Linked DNA regions of Sus scrofa: region 2 is linked to region 1. Evidence: chromatin contacts called from public Hi-C data. All regions are on one chromosome and are shown on one strand. The core of a region is the stretch at or near the end of the contact, and the rest is flanking DNA. Distances in the headings are between cores, read along the strand shown. Region 1 has its middle 52 kb from the start of TNP1. Region 2 has its middle 210 kb from the start of TNP1.

Region 1 (5,632 bases), core at 1,139-3,638:
AAAATAAACTCAAAATGGCTTAAAGATATAAACATAAGACAAGATACCATAGAATTCCTAGAAGAGAACATAGGCAAAACATTCTCCGACATCAACCATACAAACGTTTTCTTAGGTCAGTCTCCCAAGGCAATAGAAATAAAAACAAAAATAAACAAATGAGACTTAATCAAACATATAAGCTTTTGCGCAGCTAAGGAAACTGTAAAAATAAAATAAAATAAAAAGACAACCTATGAAATAGAAGAAAATAGTTGCAAAATAAGCAACCAACAGAGGTTCAATTCTCCAAAATATGCGAACAACTCATACAAATTAACAAAAACAAACAAACAACACAATTGAAAAAGGGGCAGAAGACCCAAATAGACATTTTTTCAAAGAAGACATATGAATGGCGTAGGCACATGAAAAAAAATGCTCAGCACCACCAATTACTAGAGAAATGCTAATCAAAACTACAATGAGGTACCAACTCACACTGGTCAGAATGGCCATCGTTAATAAGTCTACAAATAGCAAATGCTGGAGAGGGTGTGGAGAAAAGGGAACACTCTTACACTGTTGGTGGGTAAATTGATATAAGCACTATGGAAAACTGTATGAAGTTTCCTCAGAAAACTGAATACAGAACTACCTTATGATCCAGCAATCCCATTCTTGGGCCTATATCTGGACAGATCTTTCATTCAAAAATATATGTGCACCCCTATGTTCATCGCAGCACTATTCACACTTAGCCAAAACATGGAAACAACCTAAATATCCACCAACAGATGAATGCATTAAGAAGATGTGGTACATGTACCCAATAGAATACTACTCAGCCATAAAACAGAATAAAATATTGCCATTTGCAGCAATTCGGATGCAACTAGAGATTCTCATACAAAGTGAACTCAGAAAGAGCAAGACAAATAACATGTGAAATCACTTATATGTGGAATTTAATATGTGGCACAAATGAACCTATCTACAGAACAGAAACAAACTCAGGGACATAGAGACTTGTGGTTGCCAAGGGGGAAGGGGAAGGGAGTGGGATGGACTGGGAGTTTGGGGTTGGTAGATGCAAACTATTACATTCAGAATAGATTAGCAGAAGTTCCCATCATGGTGCAACGGAAACGAATCCGACTAGGAACCATGAAGTTGCGGGTTCCATCCCTGGCCTCGCACAGTGGGTTGAGGATCCGGCATTGCCGTGAGCTGTGGTGTAGGCTGCAGATGCCACTCGGATCTGGCATTACTGTGGCTGTGGCATAGGCTGGCAGCTGTAGCTCCAATCCGACCCCTAGCCTGGGAACCTCCACATACCACGGGTACAGCCCTAAAAAGCAAAAAAAAAAATAGATAGATAGATAGATAGATAGATAGATAGATAGATAGATAGATAAGCAATGAAGTCCTACTGTATAGCACAGGGAACTACATCCAATCTCTTGGGACAGAACATGATGTGGGGATGACATGAGAGAAAAAATGTGTATATATGTGTAAATAGGTCACTTTGCTGAACAGGAGAAGTTGGCACAACATTGTGAAATAACTATAATTTTAAAAAAAAAAAAGGTGCATTGGTTCAACACCAGGAATGGAATGAGAAAGGAAAATACAAGGACCTGAAAAACAAAAGATGGAAAATTAGTTGTTGGATGCATTATAAACAATGTCACCTGCATTCAGATTTATGAAAAACCAGAAGAACCATCTCATCATCATGTTTGATGACAATTAGCTGTGGGATGATAAGTAAGCTCAGTTCAAATCTCCGTACCGCTTCTTTTTTTTTTCTTTTCATGGCTGTGTTCAATTATCTTTATCACAAGCATTTTACATGCAACTATTTCAAAGTGTTCCTTTAATTAGGATCAACCCTTTGGTGGTTAGTAAATATATGTGGTTTTTGCTTTAAAAAAAAAAAAAATTCAAGCAGGAGGGTAACTCCCAACAGAGCTTGTAGCTATTATCCCAACAAAGAAGATATTATACAGTTGTGTGCTTATAAGGCTGTGTCAAGTTCTAAAATCTTTGTAACTTTTCCCACCTGCAGTAAAACAAAGATGCAGGCAGGTAGAGTAGGAGGTGAAAGGCTTACCTTTGGTGACAGGGAAGAAATTGGCAAAAGCCGGTCTTTGTTGGAGGAGAAGACTAAGGAATGGAATGGAAGGTGGCAGCTCCCCCGGAGAGAGAGACAGGAAGCTACTTTAATGAACCAGAATAGGAGCTGCCATGGCCTGGGCAAGGCCAGGCCTTGGGCTAGGTCTTTTCCTTACCTGATCTTGCTTAGTTTTCCCAAAATGCCAAAGGCTATGTCTAGTTTTTCTCTTTACAGATAAGGAAACTGAAACCCAGAGTTCAGTGACCCACCAGATCACTCCACTGGAAAGTGGCAGAGTCCAGGAGGTGACCTGCACCAGAAAGTGTTTCGGGCCCAGGGCAGATCTGGCAAAGGCTTCGTAGAGGGAGGGAGAGGGGGGAGCCTGAGAACTGTGGGGGGCTGATGAGCCTGGGGCCGGGAGCGAGGGGGCCAGAGGGAAAAGGTAAGGCAGCCCTCCCTTGGGAGAAGCCCTTCAGACACAAACCAACAGTTATTAATCAACTGCTATGTGCTGGCTGTTAAATTAGTGCTCTCTCTGTTCCCTTAGACTCCAATCAAGGGGAAGAAAAAAAAGAAAAAGAAAAGCTTTGTCAGTGAGTATCCAATTACAAAGTTGAGACATGGAAAATCTTGGAGCCAGAACCTGCAAACTCAGCAGCTTCTGAGTTCAGTTGGCTTCAGATTCTGATATTTGAAAAAGCAAAGGTTCCTGGAAGTTTTATTCTCCTCTTTATTTCCTCTTTCCCTCTCTCCCTCCCTCCTTCCTCCTTCTCTCCTACCCTTCTTCCTTCACCCTTCCCTCCTCCTGCCATTTATTCATGCAGGCAGCAAATATTGCCAACATCAGGGTCACGAAGGAAAATGTTTCCTAAGCATCTTCCTTTTCATTATTTCCTCTGACCCTGACGTCCACTCCAAGAAATGTGAAGTATCACCATCTTTTTTTTTTCTTTTTTCCTTTGCCTCCTTGGCTTGAGGTGGGTTATCAGTTCCCAGACCAGAGATTGAACCCTGACCATGGCAGTGAAAGCACCATGTCCTAATCACTAGGCCACTAACGAACCCCCTCATCATCCCCATTTTACATGATGAGGAAATTGGTCACTGGCCATGTGTGGACTTGAACTCAGAACTCTCTTAGCCTAAACGCCTTGGTTTTTGCTGTTTTTCCCATACCCCAGACCCCCACGCTCACCTTTTCCGTTCTGAGGCAGCTGTTGAACAAACTTAGCCAACCTCATGAGCTCCGTCCCCACCCATACCAAGGTTGCCAGCCTAGGAGGGGCAGGCAGGGACAGCAAAAGAGCTGTTTGGCAGGCAGCCCTGAGTGTCCCAGGTCATGTCAGTGATGGGCTGGCTGGAGGATAAGCCAAATGGCAGGGGAACAGGACACCAAAAGGGAGAACATGTCAACCATCTTCAAATCTCCTAGTTGAGAGGTGTGAACATCGAGAACCAGAACACCGTGTGTACCTGCTTCAGAGGGGCCCCTGGGGCTGAGGTCAGTCAGAGGACGCTGCTAGAGGGACAAGAATGGGAGAGAAGAAAGGAAGATGGGCGGGTGGAGGTGGAGGGACCCTGCCCACAAAAGGATGGGGATGCGGAATCGAAGGGGCGGGTCAAATGGGATGAGGCTGGTTTGAAGACTTCCCAGCATCATGAGACACTGGCAGGGAGAAAGCACTACCCCACCACCTTGCAGGGAGTCTGGATGGGCTGAATGGAGGAAGGGCCCCGCCTCTGCCTGGAGGCCTGAGAGGATCCAGGTGGGAGAGAAAACAAGGCTGACCTCAGAGGGGAGGCTGACCTCAGGATGGGGGCAAAATGAGAAGGGCTCTGGCCCGAAAGATGCAGAATCTAGAACTTCTGCCTCCCCCAGAGCTTTAGCACATGTTCTTTCCTGTTTCTGTGATGGCAAAGATAAACAGGGATGAAAACAAGCCCATAAAACATGCACAACTCCTCTCTCACCTCCCTTAATGCTGTAGAAAGCCACCCCATGGGGACAGGGTTTAAGAGAACACAGAAATAGGTCCAATACAGAGTTTGAAGATTCTATTCCCACCCCCACCCCACCCTCCCGGATTCAGCAAGGTCACCCTTGCCACTTGGGCAGTAGCTGGTCGCCTACCTCTCCCCACTCCCACCCCACCCCCACCCCTTGGCTTGGGAAACTGATCAGGATAAGCTGCCCGAGGTGGACGCCAGCACAGGTCATCCAATCTCTGGAAACGACAGCCCAGCCCCTTATCTCCACCGCCATCAGGCAGCCTTGGCAAGAACAGGCTCTGGTTACAGGGTATAAACAGCCACAGAATCAGCTGGCTCTGGTCTGGCCCCTGCCCTTGGCTTCTGCCTTAGGGGAGCTGGAAGGCAGGGAGGGGGGTGGAGGCAGGATTCCCAAGGTGGGCCACTCCCTCTCGGCTCTCTACATCCTCCCCACCATTCTGCACATCTCTGAATTTTCCCCAGAGACCACACATCCTCCTTTCCTAGGGTAGTCATGTGTACGGGTCCTGGTGACCTCAGCATAGGCAGCACTATACACGAGCAGCCCATCTCCCAAGTCCATCAGGTAATAATTGTGTTGCTTTTGGCCAAAGGCCATCTCATCATCCCCATGCACACACAGTCCCTTTCCTTTGAGCAACAGATACTCCGTATGTGTTTGTCTTCCTTCTAATCTTAACCCGTGGGAAAGAGGGTTTGTCTCTTTTTGGCTTAATCAGTCCCCGGTCGTACCCAAAGTCACGTGTCTTTGGAGTGTTTCACCAAGAACTGCTGATGGTCATACATGTGCATGGTGGAGATGGCCAGGGTTAACTCTGCAAACCCAACAGAAGGGGCCTCTCTGTCTCTGAAGGAGAAACCAGAAATCCAAGGCTGGTCTTCTTGCCAAAAGGTCCTCCCCATAACCTTCAGAACCAATGGCTGCTGGGCTGGGACTCTTCTGCCTGGTGGCTGAGACCTTCCGAGAGCAGATGACATCCAGGGAGCCCAGCCAGCTGTGTGGATTCTGTATGCAGATTCTGAATAGAGTAGAAGAGGGAGCTCCCATTGCGGCCCAGGGGGTGAAGAACCCAGCATACTGTCTGTGAGGATGCGAGTTCAATCCCTTGCCTAGCTCAGGGTTAAGGATCTGGTGTTGTGCCAAGCTGCAGCAAAGTCACAGATGCAGCTTGGATCCAGTGTTGCCATGGCTGTGGTATCAGCCAGCAGCTGCAGCTCCAATTCAACCCCTGGCCCAGGAACTTCCATGTGCTGCAGGTGTGACTCTAAAAAGAAAGAAAGAAAGAAAGAAAGAAAGAGAGTAGAAGAAGCCACTGACAGCCTAAGTCAGTACACCCTCGTGTTGATCCCAGCAGAGTGTCAGCTAGCAAAGGGCAGGAAGATGGCCTTGACCCAGGCTCCCTGCCACCTCAAGGCTTCTACCTGGCAGGCTTGTGGAATTTCTCTCTAGCTCTTACTTCACAGTTATAAATTAATTCTCCATCAGTATGAGGGGACTAGGTTGCTGTTGTGTAATCTTGA
Region 2 (5,632 bases), core at 2,033-4,532, 260 kb before region 1:
ACACATGCACAGCATTGCCCCTAAATGACTGGACTCCTTGGGAACCTGGTTTATAGCCCAGAGTCCAAATTGGAGGAATCTTCCTCACACTCCCCTCGCAGTTCTATTGGCATTTCATGGGGAAAAGTACACATAGTTCATGACTACATTTATGGGAAAACACCGAAAAAGCAACACAAAATCATAGCACCCCAGGAGGGAAAGTGACAAGTCAGGGCCTAGTTTGGAGAAAGTTTGGATGGAAACCTGTGGTTAGCCAGCACCCTGGTCACTGTGGTGGAGGAATTATTAAGCTCATGTGAAAGCCCTGGAAAATTGCTCCCCGTGCCTGGCACTGCTGATGCCCTAAAGCATGCTTCTGACCTGGGGGACCCCTAGGGAAACAGCCTTGTATTTGGGTTAAACAATTTTGTGTGTGTACATGCAGCTGTTCAGAGCTAAGTGTCAGGAGTTCATTGTTATTAGGTAAACAGCACACTTTCTGACTTTCCTCTTGATGAGATTAAGTGATTCTGGTTCCAGGGAACGACAGATCAAAGTGAAATTCTGACACCCTGCCCAGCGGCTGAGGGACTTCAGAAAGAGAGGGAGGGCTGGGCTTCAGGAGAGGCACTGCTCCAGCAACAGAAAGGGCCTTCGGAAAGCAGATCTTGATTCAGGGCTGAAAGCAGAAAGACAGCCCTCCCAGGGAGGGAGGGACAGGGGAAGGAGAATGGGCTGGAAAGACTAAGGAAGGCCAGAGGCCCCAGAAGTGGCCAAAGCTCTACCTTCAGGGGATTTTACTCCTAGAATCGCTATGTACATGCCACACAACATCCCCTACGTGCACATACCACACACTCCTCCCATGCACACGCACACATACACATGCACACGTAGGCACAAATACCATGTACCACACACCCCTACCACAAACACCACACACCTACTGTGTACACACACACATACTATACACACTGCACAACATGCCTGCCATATGCACAGACCGCACACACCACACACACACCGCACACGGCACACACACATACCATACATCACACACACACTCCATACACACAGACCACACATACCACACATGCCATACACATCCACACACCTACTGTGTACACACACATATTATACACACCACTCACACTCCACACACACAGGCCACACATACCACACACACTCACAACACACAGAAACATCACACACATCACAGATCATAGGGAAGGAATGTCCAGGAGGGATCAGTTCCCATAAAGACGCAGGAAAGAGGAGGGCAGTGAGCAGGAAGGGGCAAACCCAGGCTGTGGGCATTTGCTCACTTTCTGAGAGTTTTATATATATATATTTTAAGTTTTATTGAAGCACAGTTAATTTACAATACTGTGTTAATTTCTGATGTACAACAAAGTGACTGAGTTATACATATACACACATCCATTCTTCTTCAGATTCTTTTCCCATAAAGATTGTCACTGGATATTGGGTAGAGTTCCCTGTGCTATCCAGCAGGTCCCCACTGGCCAGTCGCTCCATATACCACATTGTGCATAAAAGTGCCGCAAAAGAAATGAAACATAACCAAGAGCCTAAGGTGGGAGGCTGGTGTGTAATCCCTGCTCTCAACCCCCTATTCTCCCACCAGATCCTGCTCCAGAAATGTGCCCTTCCTGTGCAGGGACCACCTGTCCCTTTCCTAATGTGAGATAGAAAGTGAGGAACAGCAAGGGCTCTGAGTGGTCTGGGTAATGATAGATGCAAGCTACATGCATGTGCATTTCTTTCTTCCACCCGAGAGCCCATGAGATGGGTACAGTGAGGTTCAGAGAAACTGAGGAGCCTCCCCAAAGCTAGAAATCCATTCATCTGACCTTATCGCACTGGCCTAGGTTTGTGATGGGACTAAAGACAAGCACCATATTTCCCACCAAGTCCCACCAGCATCCTTACTTGAGTATAATCTTCTGTGCATTCAGGGGGAAAAAAGGTATGTGTATATTACCTTATGTCTATGTGTGTATCAACACTTACACATCAAACTTATAATTTCATAGGTATTTATTTAAAGACAAGACTAAATAAAACAAAACAGTTTGGTTAAAATTTTAAAGGAGTTCCTGTTGTGGCACAGTGGGTTAAGGATCTGGTGTTATCTTTGTGACAGCTTGGGTTACTGATAGGTGCAGGTGCAATCCTTGGCCTGACACAGGGGGTTAAGGATCCAGCCTTGCCACAGCATAACTCAGATTTGATCCCTGGCCTGGGAACTTACATATTCCATGGGTGTAGCCAAAAAAAAAAAAAAAAAAAAAACTATTAGCTAAATAATAGTATAGGCAGGGCAGAAATGTGGCAAAAAACCAAGAGATTGGTATGCAGATGGCTGGTTCTGGGGAAACCCTCACTGATTTATAGGACAGCTCTGAAAACTGGAAGGTGTTTCCTTACCCTAAGCTGGGTTTGCCCCCAGAGCATCCATCTTTTAAACTGGGTGTGTCTTCCTGGGTGGCAGGACAAAGCTAGTTGTTTAAATACACAAAGCCAGGAAGAGGCCAGGAAGACTTATCTCTTGCCTACATGCAGTCTCCCCTTGGGTATTTGTAATAGGCCAGATATCCACGCTGCCCCATATCCTCCTGTCTGTAGTCTCACATTGATGTTTGAGCAGAGTCTCCTCTTAACTCCCTTTCAAGTCACAAAGTTCAAACTGTGGGAATGGAGGCAGTTCCTGCCACCTTAGCATCTGGATCACAGCAAAGGTCAAGGAACTCGCAGGTCCAGATCAATCGCACTTAGGAAACTGCCAACAGAAGCACGTGCTTGTGGAAAATATTAAACAAAAATTTAAGGAGAAGGGCCAGGACTAGAATGAAACAGGAGACCTAGAGCCTGGACAGTTTTCATCAGGAGCTGAGTCCTGGAGGTAGCAAGCCATAAACAGCGGTTTAAAGCAAAGGAGGAATGTGTTAGGGTGGGTCCAAGGAACGTGTCAGGCCAAAGCGGACGTGTGAGGGATCTGGCAGAGCCAGCAATAGGGGAACGGAAACCAGTGCCAGTAGAAGAGTTAGGTAGACAAGAATGTAGAGAAGAGCAAGTCACTGTGCCTAGAATCAACGATTCCACTTGAGCAAGAATCAAGACCTTTAAAATTACAGATGCCCAGGTGCCACCCAGGCTGATTAGTTCAGAAGTTCTGGACAAGCATCAGTAAATTTTTGTTTATTCATTAACTCCTTGGGTGATTTAATGTGCAGCCAGAGTTGAGGCGATTGAGTTATTGAGTATAAGATGCTGGCTATACAACTCAAGCTGGGGGAACAAAACAGATGTGATCCCTGCCCTCACAGTGCCTTAGAGCCTGGGAGAAGAGATAAACATTAAACACAAAGTAAACACTCAGTTACAAATTGTGGTTTGGGCTACACAGGAAAAGAACAGGGTGGAGGATGTGTGTGTCATGGCGAATGGCGCATCTCTCCAGTTTCTGGGAGAGGGTACTTAACAGTAATAAACACCATAGAATTCAGTTACATGCAATCAGCTGCATAAATTGTGACTAACGCTTTCATTGGTTGTGCAACAATATAAACAGTGCAAGATTTCATCAAGATTTTAAAATTTTTAAAAATAAATAAAATGAGGCAGAACCCATAAAGAGGATGAAAAGGTTGTTCAAGGAGAGTCTCTGAGAAAGATGGGGAAATCAGCTGGTTAAGCCTGGAGAAGGGGAGGCCAGGCGGAAGGGGCAGCAGTACAGGGTAGGAAGTCCATTCACTCCCTGAGGTTTCTTACCAGTGAGAACCCTGAGTTTTAGCTTCTTCAAGAACAAACAGCAGTTGGAAGAGGATAATCTTGGTTACCGTAACTTGGGGTTGTAATTAAAGCTGTATAATGTTGGAGTTTTGGAAAATGGTGTTGAGGGGACAGAAATCAGGGAAGCAGAATAGAAACTAATGTGTATATGTTTCTCCAAGCAACTTAGCTGGTGATATCAAGGATGGAATTTATTTATTTAAAAAAAAAAAAAGATTTTCTATAAAGTACCTGTCCAGGGTGCTTAACCTCTTTGAGCCTCAGTTTCTTCATCTGTAAAATGGAGACAACATCCCTTGCTCCCTCATGGAATTTGGCGACGTTGTGGCAAATGCTTTTTGGGTTTCAAAGGCCATGCTACCCTTCCCTGTCCTCATTCATCAGTCAAACATCTATTGTGGATTGGCACACTGTGGTTCACAGCTTATAAGTGTTATCTGTTTGATTCCTTCCAACACACTCAATACCCTGAGCTGGAGATGATTATCTTCATTTTCAGAGGAGAAACACTGACCCTCAGGAAACTTTTCCAAGACCAAGAGCTAATAACGTGGTGGAGCTGAAATTTAAATCCAGGTGGTCATACTCCAGATCAAGACCCTTCCAAAGGATAATGTGAAAGAGAATAGGTTAGAACAGGTGCTGGGGGAGAATGAAGATGAGAGCGAGAGAGAAGGGAAGCAGAGGGAGAGGGAATGAAGAGGAAAGAGAAGCAGAATGAGAGGAAGAGAGAGGATGAAGGAAGAGCGAGGCCCACGGAGGGAGGGGCAGCCCTCCTGCAGGTGATGGGCAAAGTCTGGTATTTGCCTGGTATTCGCCTGGTCTCACTGAGGCACTCTCGGAATTCCCCCCCTCCTTCTGCTGACGCAAGTGCTTTCACGGTTCAGGGTGTTCTGCTCAGTTTCCTGAAGTCGTGGTCCCTCTCCTCAGCCCCTCCTTGTTCTTCTTTTCCCAGCCTCTCCCAGGTGCCAAGTTGAGGGAAGCCTGTGCTCCGGATGACTCTGGTTCCCTCAGACAATTGTTTAATTTCTATTTAAAAGAACTGATGCAACAGACCTTTAACGCATGTCAGTTACGCTGACATCCGACAAGAGAATTGGACTTCCTTTCATGAATGGGAAATTCCTCTCACAGCAGTTACTCTGAGAAGGAAGCACTGGCAGGTGGGCCCCAGCTGCAGGCCCAAGGGACCAGACCAGTTCTGTAGCCTGTCCTCCTCCAGGGCTCGTCAGAGTTCGGGGGGCAATTCCCAAGGGTCCTTAGGGTTCACCGGCCTTGAGTGAAACTTCCCTTCCAGGATAAAAAGGGGGTCAGGGATTCCTAAATAATCTTCCCTTTCAAAGATCTTAAGGCATCCCCAAATACCAGCTCCTGCTCCCTGGGCTGCCCTGCAGGCAAATGGCTCCTTCTCTACACTTCCATGAGGCAGGTGGTAGGAGGACTATTTTAGCATCCCCAGTGTTAGGACAATTGTCCTTCTCCACAGACCAGGCTCCCCTTTTGCCCACACCCATGAGAGACCTGCTTCACTCTCCTACCCTAGTGCACCTCTGCCCAAGTTCATCAGCCAGGATGGGTCGCATGGCCCCAAAATAGAGTCAGGCTACATTACCCTTCCATTTCCTAAGAAATTCTCTAACGCAACAGTGCATGTCCAGTAACTCTGATGACTCAAGTCTCGGGTCAAATGTCATCTTCCCAGAGGGTCTCTCCCAACAACCTCCCCTAAGGTGACCCCACTCCCTTTCCCAGGCTCTCTCTGGCATCTGGCCCTAAATTATTCTCTTCACAACACTTACCCTGACTCGAAGTTCTCATTTCTTTAACCCAGGCC

The links. A called contact is a pair of places that touch in the nucleus more often than the background predicts.
Region 2: a contact with region 1 is called in a Hi-C map of liver, with 16 times the contacts expected there. The contact joins two enhancer-like sites. A contact is called at or near these places in 2 of 47 Hi-C or Micro-C datasets (epiblast stem cells and liver).

The regions. Positions count from the first base shown.
Region 1 is chr15:118,982,942-118,988,573 of Sscrofa11.1, reverse strand. No RefSeq gene overlaps it. Among named protein-coding and RNA genes, the nearest start is that of TNP1, 52 kb to the left of the region's middle. Within about 2 kb of position 2,388, at least 9 of the 83 cell types and tissues checked have an H3K27ac peak or open chromatin away from gene starts, as enhancers often do. A contact at or near this core is called in liver, where this site is marked.
Region 2 is chr15:119,243,396-119,249,027 of Sscrofa11.1, reverse strand. No RefSeq gene overlaps it. Among named protein-coding and RNA genes, the nearest start is that of TNP1, 210 kb to the right of the region's middle. Within about 2 kb of position 3,282, at least 8 of the 83 cell types and tissues checked have an H3K27ac peak or open chromatin away from gene starts, as enhancers often do. A contact at or near this core is called in liver, where this site is marked.